2 separate regions of the Arabidopsis thaliana genome follow, and region 1 is linked to region 2. A link is a contact called in public capture Hi-C data. All regions are on one chromosome and are shown on one strand. The core of a region is the stretch at or near the end of the contact, and the rest is flanking DNA. Distances in the headings are between cores, read along the strand shown.

What was found. Capture Hi-C pulls out chosen DNA fragments and counts their contacts.
Region 1: a contact with region 2 is called in a capture Hi-C map of shoot, with 2.4 times the contacts expected there. A contact is called at or near these places in 3 of 3 other capture datasets (root, seedling and shoot).

Annotation. Positions count from the first base shown.
Region 1 is chr1:19,017,036-19,023,412 of TAIR10.1, reverse strand. AT1G51310 (tRNA (5-methylaminomethyl-2-thiouridylate)-methyltransferase) reads left to right here and starts at 1,605. Exons shown (of 10, transcript NM_104009.3): 1 at 1,605-2,031; 2 at 2,111-2,185; 3 at 2,296-2,349; 4 at 2,426-2,504; 5 at 2,629-2,756; 6 at 2,924-3,007; 7 at 3,144-3,227; 8 at 3,312-3,463; 9 at 3,674-3,824; 10 at 3,896-4,472. The coding sequence starts at 1,678. The coding sequence ends at 4,228.
Region 2 is chr1:18,975,211-18,981,573 of TAIR10.1, reverse strand. PLT2 (Integrase-type DNA-binding superfamily protein) reads right to left here and starts at 4,398. Exons shown (of 9, transcript NM_103997.4): 1 at 4,225-4,398; 2 at 3,919-4,107; 3 at 3,219-3,666; 4 at 3,048-3,130; 5 at 2,886-2,894; 6 at 2,691-2,779; 7 at 2,520-2,593; 8 at 2,268-2,395; 9 at 956-2,005. The coding sequence starts at 4,057. The coding sequence ends at 1,269.

The sequences.
Region 1 (6,377 bases), core at 356-2,855, 45 kb before region 2:
TTAATGTCTAGATGATGAAAATTATTTTAATGTTTTAATATAAAATTTTTTACGAGAAAGGCTTCTATTTTTTGGATAAAACTGCAACCCCCTATTCTCCCACGATCTCGATGGAACAACGACATGGCCTTATACAAAAAGCTTTCAAATTTCTTCCTTTCAAATTTATATTTCCTCCTTCTCTAATCAGATGTTTTTTAAAAAATTTCTTACATATTCAGATTTTGGAGTTAATCAATAGCATCTTTCTTCTAATAGCAATCACTACTTCTATATCAAAATCTTTCAATATACAAATTATGGATTCGAAATTTTCTAATTGCATCCAATTTTCTATTTTACGATTTGTTCTTAGTCTTCTTGACTTTTAATTTTACACTTTATTTGTATTTGCAGGTTCTTATTCCATATTTCATTGAAATATATGCCAGAGAGATAAACAATGATAAACCAGATTTGTATTCAACTTACACTTTGATTTCTTTGATCTTTGTTGTCTCTCTCTATCTCCCAATCTCTACTGAACCTCTGTTGTTTAATTTGGATCAAAGGTAAACTTTTCGACTTTTAGATTCTTGATTAGAATGAATATTGATTTCTTCACGATTTGATTCAATTTTGCCGGTTCTTCTGTTACCATTTCGCGTTTTGATTGTAGATTAGTGTTCATGTGCCACAAAAGTTTTTAATTTCATTTATTGTTTGCTTCGGATAAATAGAGTATAAAGTGAATATTCAAATCTTTTTAAAACTTAAAATTGATAAGTGATTGAAAATTAAATCACTTACAGAGTTAGAACCATGAATAAACTTTGGCTCGTGGTAGTTATTCAACCAGATGCTTACAAGGCACTATATAATGTGTTTAGGATGATTTGTTAAAAACAACCACTTGGGTGTTATTGATGCAAGTATTCATGAGACTGTCACGCTGTATGCCGTCAATAAAAATGAGCCTGATAAATTTAAAAATTTGTTTGCTTCGGATTATACGCAGCAAATGCTTATACTATTTAACAGTTTGTTCTTTGATTTCTTAATTTTAATTTAATATATTTGTTTTGATTTGCAAGTTCATATTCCAAACTTCATTCTCCATATATGCCACTCAACATTAGATTAAACAAATTTATAATAAACAAACAAAAATGGATTACTCCGTCATATTTATGACGGTGCAAACAGAAAAGCTAATTTGAAGGTTTAAATTATTCGTAAATTATTTTTTGGTGGTTTATAATGTTAGTGAAAAATTTTCAAAATTTAAAGTGCTACCTAATAATATTTTGAAGGTTAAAATGTAATTTTCTCAATGTTTAGTATAAGTCTATAACAGAATAGTTACCATTTGAGGGAAATACTAATTCATTGATTCTATGGAGCAAATTAACATTAAGCATGCAGTTTTTGTTCAAACCGATTGGCACAAACCACCACCGAATTCGGTACTTTATTAACCAAAATAAACCGAAAGCCAACCCAAGCAAACAGAACTATTCGGCTAATTTTGGTGGCATCGTCTGGTAACCGAAGCAAGCGGCTCGGTTCATTTTGGTTAACCGAACCAAATGATAACATAAAAATGTCATTTCGAGGTTTTTGTCTTATAAAGCAAAACAGTGCAGATAAGATAAACCCTCCGGTTTTACCCGAAGGTTCAATCGCCGGCGAATTCCGATGTTCTCCGCCGTCGCCAAACCCTTCCTCTCTCCCTCACCACCGCTATTTCGCCTTCCTCTTTCCTCTATCTCAATTTCCTTCCGCGTTTTCCCCTCATTCTTCTCCTCCTCCTCTTCCTCTCAATTGCCGTCTCCACAATCTTCTAACCCAATCACGCCTCTCATATCCTCGAACCGTAACTATAGCCGCCATGCCTTTATCGTCGACCAATACCTCTCATGTTCCATGCCTGAGAAGCCTCTTCGTGTCGCCGTACTCCTCAGTGGCGGCGTCGATAGCAGTGTCGCTCTCCGTCTCCTCCACGCCGCTGGTCACTCATGTACCGCTTTCTATCTCAAAATCTGGTTTCAGGTGTGCTTCTTCTTCTTCTTCGTAATTGCTTGTTGGAACCATAGACATATGGGTTTGTGATTGTTTCAATGTTGTGTAGGAAGGCTTTGAGAATTTCTGGAATCAGTGCCCTTGGGAAGATGATTTGAAATATGCAAAACATGTTTGTGAGCAGGTACTGTTCTTGATAAACCATTTCGATTCCTGTTTCAAAAGCTTCATGCTTTGTATACTTTTACAATGAAGGGACGATGTTTACTGTTTCTAGTGGTGCCATTTTTACAGGTTGATGTTCCTTTGGAGGTTGTGCATTTAACAGATGAATATTGGGAAAGAGTTGTAAGTTCTTTCTTCGTTGCTTCTTTTTAGAATGCTAGTAATTGGGTTTCTGATTGGGTTTCTTACTATATATCAGGTTTCCTACATTATTGAGGAGTATCGATGTGGACGTACACCTAATCCGGATGTTCTATGTAATACTAGAATTAAGTTTGGTAAGCTCTTAAGTGCAATAGTTTGTGATCAAGGGTTTTCGCCAATGAAGAAAGACTTCTGCTTTCAGTTGAAGTGTATATGCTAATTTGACTAATCAGCGATAGTTTGACCTTATATATTCAGGTGCATTCATGGATGCAATCAGTGATATGGAGTATGACTATGTAGGTTCAGGTCATTATGCTAAAGTGGTCCATCCTCCTGCTGACCAAAATGATGCATCATCTGTTTTGGAACTATCACAAGACATGGTACTTACTCCAGTAAAATACTCTTGACTTAATCTGCCGGTTATTTCTGATCAGCATGTTTAATGTTTGCATTGTACCTATTGTTTTTGGCTATAATGCTTCGTAGGTGCATTTCTTTTAATTTCAGTACCTCTACCATTTATAGTCTGTATTTTTCTATTGTTTAGGTGAAGGATCAGACCTACTTCCTCTCACATCTCTCTCAAACCCAGCTTAAGCGACTGCTTTTCCCACTTGGTTGTGTAAAAAAGGTACTCGAGGAAGTTTGTCCCACTTGGTTGGGAGAGCTTTTATTCCCATACCTCTGCTCGATTCCGAAAGAAAATTAATAACGAAAACATTTTGATTTCTTCGTGGTGGTTGTCATACTTTTTTTCTGGTGTACAGGACGAAGTTCGCAAACTAGCCACACAATTCGATTTGCCAAATAAAGATAGAAAGGATTCGCAAGGAATTTGTTTCCTTGGGAAGGTATGTTTTTTAGTTTGCTCTTCTGATTAATGGCTGTTTGTCTAGTGCAAGTCTGAAACATAAGAACATGGTTTTCTGTAATAGATAAAGTTCAGCGACTTTGTCTGTAGACACATAGGGGAGATGGAAGGAATTATATTGGAAGCCGAATCTGGGGATTTTCTTGGTAACCACCGGGGATTTTGGTTTTACACAATTGGACAACGCCAAGGCTTGCGTTTACCCGGTGGCCCCTGGTATGTTTCTTAAAAGATGTATGAGATTCTTAGCTATTTTTGTCGTTGGTTGAGATACCAGCAATTGGCTCATATGACAATTATAAGCAGCTTCTGGTTCTTAATATATGAACACTTCATTAGTGTTGAGAAGACAATTTGGCTGAACGCCAAGTATAAATTCTTTTGGATCTTTAATTTTGGTTGTGATATCCCTTTATCCATGTACAGGTATGTTGTTGAAAAGGACACCAAGAACAATGTAGTGTTTGTCTCCAGAAATTATTACTCAATCGACAAGAGAAGGCGGATTTTCCGTGTCGGCTCCTTAAGATGGAATAGTGGGAAACCTTCAGGCAAAGTTAGAGAGCTCCGTTGCAAGGTAAACAATATGATTACTTTCTACACATGATAGTTTACTTGGCACTGATAAGTTGAGAGCGGCTTTTATAGGTCCGACATGGGCCTGGCTTCTACAGCTGCAGTTTTGAAATGGAAGGAGACGGAGATGTTGCAGTTGTGCACCTAGACGAAGACGATCAAGGTCTAGCTGCTGGACAGTTTGCAGCGTTTTACGAGGGAACCACTTGCATTGGTTCAGGCGTAATTCTGGAGTCATGGGATGATCAGTGTTTCCCGGTCTGTGCAAAAGCCCTTCAACTCGCAGCATTGGAAGATAAAACCAAACTCGGGAAACCTGTCAAAATCATGACAATGCCTACTATGTCATCTGTTGAGGCTGATACAGGAGAAGCCAGTGCAGAGCAAAAACTAGTCAACGCATAAGAGAAGCCAGTGCTCTCACAAACTCTGTAGGTCCGAGGCTTTAGCTGAGAGGCTTTAAGCTTCAGCATTTGATGAAATGCTGTATCATAAGGTGTAGTGTTATACAGACAGAGGCTACGCATTGTCTTAATTCTTTTTGTAACTGAATGGTTCAACCATATGTATACAAAAACGTGCCTTGGTAAAGTGTAGCACTGGTTCCAAGTAATCTCAGGTCCAAGTGATTGAGTTTCACTGTCATCAGCTTGGTTTTCATCAATTTCGCTTCTGTCACTAAAGAGGAACAACAAATCCTCATTAGCTCTCTGCTCGTTTAGAAGGTTTCTTGTTCTTAAGAAACAAGTTCTGTTCTGACTATACCGAGAACAGATGAAAGAGACAAACCATAATTTGTTGGAACAGACGTTAAAGCTTTCTTCCAAAACCATGGTCTGTTATTGTTCCCTTCAGTGTCTTCATATCCTCTGAAATAACCTTGTAAAATATATGAATTACTTGAAAACTGCCTTGATCCATACATTAATGCAAATGCAAATGGTCGAAAGAGAGTATCAATAGTATTACGATTAGAATGTCTATCACTGATATCTACTATTATTATAAGTAATTTCTGAAATGATCTCAATCATAGAAATTAAATATTTATTTCATTTTCATTTTTAAAAAGAAAGAAATACAGCATGGTATATGTTTTTTTAGAAATTTATTAATTAGTTTGACTTTTTTTATTTAGAAACGGACAGGAGATTCAAGATATTTTGGATATCTGAGTGTGCAAAAACTTAAAATGCTAAATGAAAATACCATAAAATCCAAAATATTAATAACGTTAGATGATTTTTGACAATTAAATTAATATATCAGTTTTAAAACGTAATTATGTACTTTATCAATCTTGAAAAAAGTTAATGAAATTCTCGCAAGCTCACTGTAAACCAACAAAACCTTCTCTTATATAAATAAGAATTCTATGGTGTATATATAAACTAGATGTTGATAAATAACTCTTGAACTTTATCAATAAGTGTGACTTAGAAAAATAGTAGCTTTCAGCTCTTGCCAACCAACAGAGTCGAAACTTTAAGGTTGTGGACCTTTCTCAGCAAAAGATTAGAGATATTATAGATAGACGATGGTAATATTTTTCCTTGCAATGAAACCTTTGTTAAGTTACTTCATTATTTAGGGAGCTAATGTGTGTTAGAGAAAACCTACAAATGAATTCTTGTGTTTTCAATGTATCTCCATTGAATGATAAATCTGTATATATATTATTACTTCTAGTTACAGATTAGCTCTTGCTCTTTGGCATTTTTTTAAATTGTTTTTTTGTAGTGACTAAAAGTTATATTCAGAAATAATTTCAATTAAGTTGGTTTGTTGAAGTTACCTGAATAATCACCAATCAATATTTAAACTTCATGATCTGTAGTGATTCACAAGTTGTTAATAAAGAAGAATGTTGCTATTATATGAATAGAAATAGTTCACACCATTTTCTTAACCTTCCCCCACTTTTGAATAAAAGAAGCAGAATGAAAAAAAATAAAATTTGTTAGCATTATTTAATTTTAAATTTAAATTTTGTTGAACCAGAAGCAAAACTTATAAATTCTTCCAAATAATAATGATCAATGTATTAGTTTTTAAATATGAATCTCAATTAAAATTATTAGACGTTGTTAAAATAATTCTTGCAATGAAATCTCTTGTTGGTTTCCTTCATTAATTAGTAACCAAACAAAGATTTTGAACTTTTGATTCAAGGGAATAGAAGTTGTCCGAAACTATCCACATTAACCTCTTTTTGTTATTGTCATTTCTAGTAAAAGGTTGATGAATACAAACTCTCATTTCAAACTGAACTATTTATGGTTCACAACCCATATGATATATACATGCACTCTGATTCTCACCAAAATTATCACATATATATATATATATATATATATATATATATATTTTAATCTTAAAAAAAAAATCTTGAAAAAAAACATAATCAAAACAAAGAAAATAAAAAAACCCTAGAAATTTCAAAAGAAAAAGAAGCAAAAATCTAAAACCACCTAGCTAGCTAACAAATACCTGGTGTGTTAGAGAAAAACAAATTAATTCGTCAATTTTCTATTTATTGCCATTGAATCATAAA
Region 2 (6,363 bases), core at 3,149-5,648:
CATATGCTTTGTGACCCAAGAATTAAGCTTCTTTCCCCATTATTGGTTGTTGAGGGACTTGAGAGTTGTAGTCCTTCCAAAAGAAACCTTTCTAATAAGCAAAAATTATGTGCACACTGACTAAATAGAGTTAAAGATTATGTATAGAGACATAGTAAGCATTATAATTATGCACAATTTTCACTTAAATTCATAAATCTACATATACATTTTTGCATATATTTTGTGAAATAAATCATGGAGTTGTGACTTATTTACAATGGCTGCCACTAAATTTTAATTATTTGATTTTTTTAATTAATGGTTTGATTTTTTACGGCAATTAATTGTGTAACAAACCAAAAAGATTTAAAATATATGGCAATCCCATATGTCACGCAAAACATAATAAATTATCTTCTTTTTATCTCACCTACAATATTCATTAAATCTTAAAACAACAAAAATTTGAACTATTTGAATTATATGTATTAAATTTTGGCAATAAATTAAAACAAACATTGTGAAACAAACCAAAATACATTTACTATCCCGTATGATGAACAAATCCAATTATATGTGCACCTAAAAACATTCATTATCTTGGTTTGAATCTTCCATGGAATTAAAAGTTCATAATTTTTTCGGCATAAAATCACAATCACAACTAATTCCACAACTAATATTTAAACTTATAAAAAATTAAAATATCATGAGACGAAAAATATAGCCGGACGGGTTTGGATAGATATGAAATATAGCAAGATGGATTTAAATTAATATAACACAGGTTAAATATTTATTTTGTTATTTTATCATCATTAATTTTTTTATTTACAACATTAATATAAAATTATATAACTTTAATACTAAACTAAAACCGTAAAATTTAATATTATTATATATATGAATAAAATATTTGCTACGTGGTGTACCATGGGTTAAATCCTAGTAAGTATGTATAATCAAATAAAAATATAAGAACAATAAATCTTCAATTATAAATTACGAATACAAGTTTGAAAAATTAGTCAGAAGGGTTAGCTTTTAAACAAAATTCGGGTACTTTCTAATGTTACTATAGTACCCCTAAAAAGACTAACCCTCGAGGACTCTGATAACCGCCGTCTACAAGTTTTATCATCTTCGCCGTCAAAAGTAAGAAAATAAAACACTAAATCCTCTACTAATCAAGAAGACTCCAGCCGATCCTAATACTTGTGGAAATTAAAGTAGCTAATTATTCCATACCCTACCTTGCCTCGCAAAAAACACAGAGAATTCATCTTTTATTCATTCCACATCGTGAAAACACCTCCTGGATTCGATCCTTGAGCAGACTCTCCACTATTCCATCCTCCATACCCTGTAGCTCCACCGGAAGGAGGCATATCGTAATCGACTTTCACGGCTGGAAACTCTTCCTCAGCCGATGATCCAACGGTAGAGCTTGACCCAATACCAATCCCATTGTTTCCAAGAAACCCTGAAGTGTTGTTATTATCAGAGACAAATCCATGAAGCAGACCAGGGTTACTCTGAAGATAAGCATTGTAGAGCTGTGAAGTGTGACTAGAAGACTGCAAGTAATTGTTGGTTTGTTGTTGGTGAAGATGAAGCTGCGTCTGAATGTAACTAAAGGAATCATGATACTGAGAGATATCGTTGTTGTTCTGTAGAGTAAGTAAAGGCTGATGATGATGAAGATGCTCAAAAGGTTGTTGAATGCTTAGAGGGTAAGGTTGAAGCTGAAGCCTAGAGCTGGAAGCAACAGAGCTCGAGCCGCTCGCTGCACCATATTGATGGAAATTTGATCCGAGGGCTATCATTTCCTCTCGTTTTCTTGATGATTCTAGAGCTTGAGCTTCTTTGAGCCGTTTAGCCGCACCACCTCCTATAGGAAGTGTGTTGCTCTCCAGGATGGCTTTCACATCATACCGATTTATCTCAAAGTTTGTAACCGCGTTTAGACCTCGAAACTTTATCGCAGCTATGTCATAAGCTTCTGCTGCTTCTTCCTCCGTGCCTGAGCAAAATATATGAATATAAGCATGACCATATATCTATTTAAGCTTGTAAGTGGTGTTAATTCACATAATTTTCTATAAAATAAAACTGAATTATATTTTTGATATTAGATTAAACTTAATATTTATATCTAATGATCTCTATATAGTACTCACCAAAAAAAAAGTGATCTCTATTTAGTTTGAAACGGTCTTGTATATCATTTAGGAAGACATGATTTGAGAGAATTATATATAAGCATGGTTAATATTTATTCTTACTGAATGTTCCCAAGTAGAGATCTTTGTTTCCAGCAACTCGGCCGATCCTTGCTTGCCATCTTCCATGTTGATGATGCCTTGTTACTCCACGATACATGGATGCACCACGCGAGAATCCGCTACTTTTCCTGCAATTGTTTACGCGAGGTTCTTTAATTAGAAAGTTTTTTCATAGAATTATCTGATTAGAAAGTTCCTACTTAGCTTCTATTTGAAGTTTTACATTCAAGGTCCGATTAAAAGGAAAATCACCTTCTTATAGAAGCCACAAACTCTTGTCTCGTCATGTTTTTCATCTCCTCTACTTCCTTCTCGTAGTTAGTTATCTAAAATACGCAATCAAATAAAAATTACGGAGGAACTAACGATATTATCAACAATTATTACAATTACAAATATTCATGAAAATTTGAAATAACTTACCGGAAAGTTGGTAGTAGTAGAGGGACCCCAATATTTAAGTGCAGCTAGATCATATGCTCTGGCTGCTTTCTCTTCTTTGTCATACCCACCTGAGTGCATAGTCCGATTAAACAAACCATTCTTCAGTATATACATTACTTTAAATCAAATTATAATCAATAACAAAAGAAAAATGAAAGAATCATTTATACTCACCTAAGTAGACTGTAGAGATTTCGAAGAAGTCCAAGATACAAACATCAAGAAAACATAAGAATGATGAGGAACATAATTAGTCCGAAATTAAGATTTCGATCGAGACAAGACCGAAAGAGGAAATAAAATGAAGTAATCAATCAAATAAATGACTACACTTACCTTGTCTTCCTTTCCTTGATTGTCCTTCTCTTCTACAGCTATTATCCCAAAGATGAGCTTCATATCTACCGGTCCATCTATGTCTATATATAACACCCCAAAAAATTAAGTAACAAATTTATATACGCATTTTATTATTGTCACGCGAAAAAATTGAGACATCTTAAACACCTTGTAACTCCACGATAGATAGAGGTTCGTTGTCCAAAAGTTTCCAAAGTCCGTCTCGGTGTAGCCTCAACGATGGCTCCTCCACTTGTGTTGGTAGTGCTGCTACTATTATCGGCACTAGTCTCAGCCGGCGAGGCTTTCACAGTGGCGACTTCTGCAGCGGCAGCTCCAGTACTTCCCATAGAGAGAGTGAGAGATTGCAAATTGTGTGCACTCTCTTGAAGCTCATAATTATTAGGAGCATTAGAGGCACAAGTGACGACTGTAGGTAACAAGCTATTGGTTTGAAAGTAGTAGTCGGAGGCGTTGGTTTGATGAATGTCGTTATAAGGTACGAGGTTGTGATCGGTGTGATGATCCCCCGATTTGCTCACTCCTAAGAAATCAGCCACTTTTGGAACCTCTCCACCTTCGCCGCCTCCACCATGTGGATTGATCATATTCCATCCTAATTAGAAAGAATATAATTAATTATTTTTGTGGTGAAAACACAAACAAAAATTTGTAAAAAAAACAAGAAAATATATGAACATAACAATCTTAAAACATGTGCAATGATGCTTTCGATTTTACATGTCTTAATATTTGAACCCTTCGTTTTTAAAAGCTTTTAACATAGCAAATAGTATATGTTTAATAAAAGAATTGCATTAAGGCCTTGAATATGAACATACATATACATAAATGTGAGTGCACATACCTTGGTTTTGAAAAGGGTTGTCGATATTGTCGTTGACCAAACCTAGATTGAAATGAGAATTTTGTGAAGAGTGAATGTGAGGCGGCAAAGAAGAGTGAGTTGGTGATAGAGGGAACGCGAGCCAGTTGTTAGAATTCATTTCCCTTTTCTTGGAATCAAAGCTTAAACCAGTGAGGTATATAATTTGATCTGAAATGATAGGAATTGGAAGAAAAAAAAAATGATTAGAGACGTATCACAAGATATATAAGTCAAGAGATTTGAGAAACGCAAGTTTGGTAAAGAGAAATCATGAAGAGGTATTACTTGTCAAGGATTGAGAAGAGGAAGAGATCTAGTTCTGCTTTCTCCAAGTATGGCTGCAAACAAAATCCTTGCCTTACGTTCTCTCTCTAGAAAGTAAAAACTATATATATATATCTCTCTCGTAACTTGAAGGTTGAAACAAAGGAGAAGAAGATTTCTGTTAAAGTCTTAAAGATAATTTTTAGGAAGCTAAACAGGTTTTTTTAAAGTTAAACCTATGGCTCGCTTTAAATGTTTTTAAATAATCCTTTTATGATCTCATCAAGGAGGGACTGATGTAAATTAATTTAGCAACCATTAAAAAGATGCAAGTATATATAGAAATAAAGTAGAATTTTTATGCACAACCACATTTATAAATAAAATAATACTACATTGAATGGACTTTAAAATAATGTTGGCACATAAAGTGACTAAAATGAATACAAATGCACTTCTTTAAAATATCTGTTTGGCAGATCTGTATATGATATTGAAATAAATAGGGACACGAGTGTCGTAAATAAGACAAATCTACGCTTCCAACTAGAAAAAGTCCAAACCCTAATTCCCTCTCTCTCTCTAAAGTTTAAACCAACAAAAAATTAAAATCACCTCTTTCTCTAAATTACCCACTTGGATTATTGGAACTCACGTCCCTCGTTTAATGCGATTAATGACTCCCCTAAGCCCAGCATTCCCACACTCCGCAAATCATCTCTTACCATTGACCATATTTTCTTCCCTCTGATCTCTACATACTAACATACACATGTACATACATATCCATATACATGTGTACGCTCACGGCTACGTATTCGTATACGTCTACGTGTTCACATACATGCAATCTCATTGAGAGAGTCCAAGATATGAAGATAATATACATAAAACAACAATTGGATCGATCCTCTTAAATTATAGTTTATTTGTAGATCCCCGAGTTCATTGCATGTGTGTACGGACATGCAATATTATATGAACAGACGTAATTAATTAAATATCAACAAAGCACATTTGGTAAGAGTAAAAGTCACTCTTCGTTCAAAATAATTTGAATATAAGTGAGACGGAAGAAAAAAGGAATAACATCCTATTAATAAATATTTTTCTCCTGTAAAAAGAAAATTAGTAAATGGAGAAAAATTGGGGTGGGATTTTGTTTTGGCTTTCCCGAGTTAAAATCTGTTGACCGATTAATTGGATTTCGCACCCGTCAAAGTGAGATAGTATTGTTAAGTGATTTGAATAAATAAAAATAAAACAATATTTAAGAGTTAAAAGATACAATTACTTATGTCCTAGGCACACTAGAAGCTCGTATTGTGCTAGGAGCCAGGTCTTTGTTTAGTCGCATGCCTTTGTGTCATCCATAACACCGTTCATATTAATGTATATGTACATAATAAATACTGTATAGCTAATTTTTTGTACATTCACCGTAACAGAGAATCGGTCAATATTTAACACTAACCACACTATACATCCTCTTCAACAAGAAAAAAAAAACTCAAGTTCCCATTTACATTATAGAATTTATGGCATTCGTTTTGGTTCTCAATTTATAATTTTGGTTTAATATTCTACTCTATAAGATGAATTATTACCTTTATAGATATCCGTAATATCATTATATAGATATCCAATAATCCACATTTTTAACTGAAGAACAAACAAATCTCACGTAGATAACTATATTATACTATTGCTTCAAATGGATGAAATATAGTTGAATGATTGAAATTTTTTTAGTTGAAAAAAAAAAAGTTAAACATCATTCAGCTCATTCATCTGCAAAAAAAAAGTTAAACATCATTCAGATCATTTCAAATGGTAAAAACTGAGATGAATAGTCATTCAACATTTTCAACCTCTTATATAATTCAAAATGAGAATAAGTTACTATCAGGCATAAGTTAGTAAGTTACTATCCCAACAGTAAGACAAAACTCTAAACCTTTCAAGAAAAAAAAAATATATTATTTAATTTCAAAACAAAGTACCTATCACGTCTTGCTTAAAACATGCAAATCATAATTTCAAAGATTTACTATGATATAAATGCAAACAAATAAAACCACAATACATGGATAAAGTTACAACACATGTTCGAATATCACATTATTTTTGAAGAAATGTTTTTTTAATTACTATGGACAG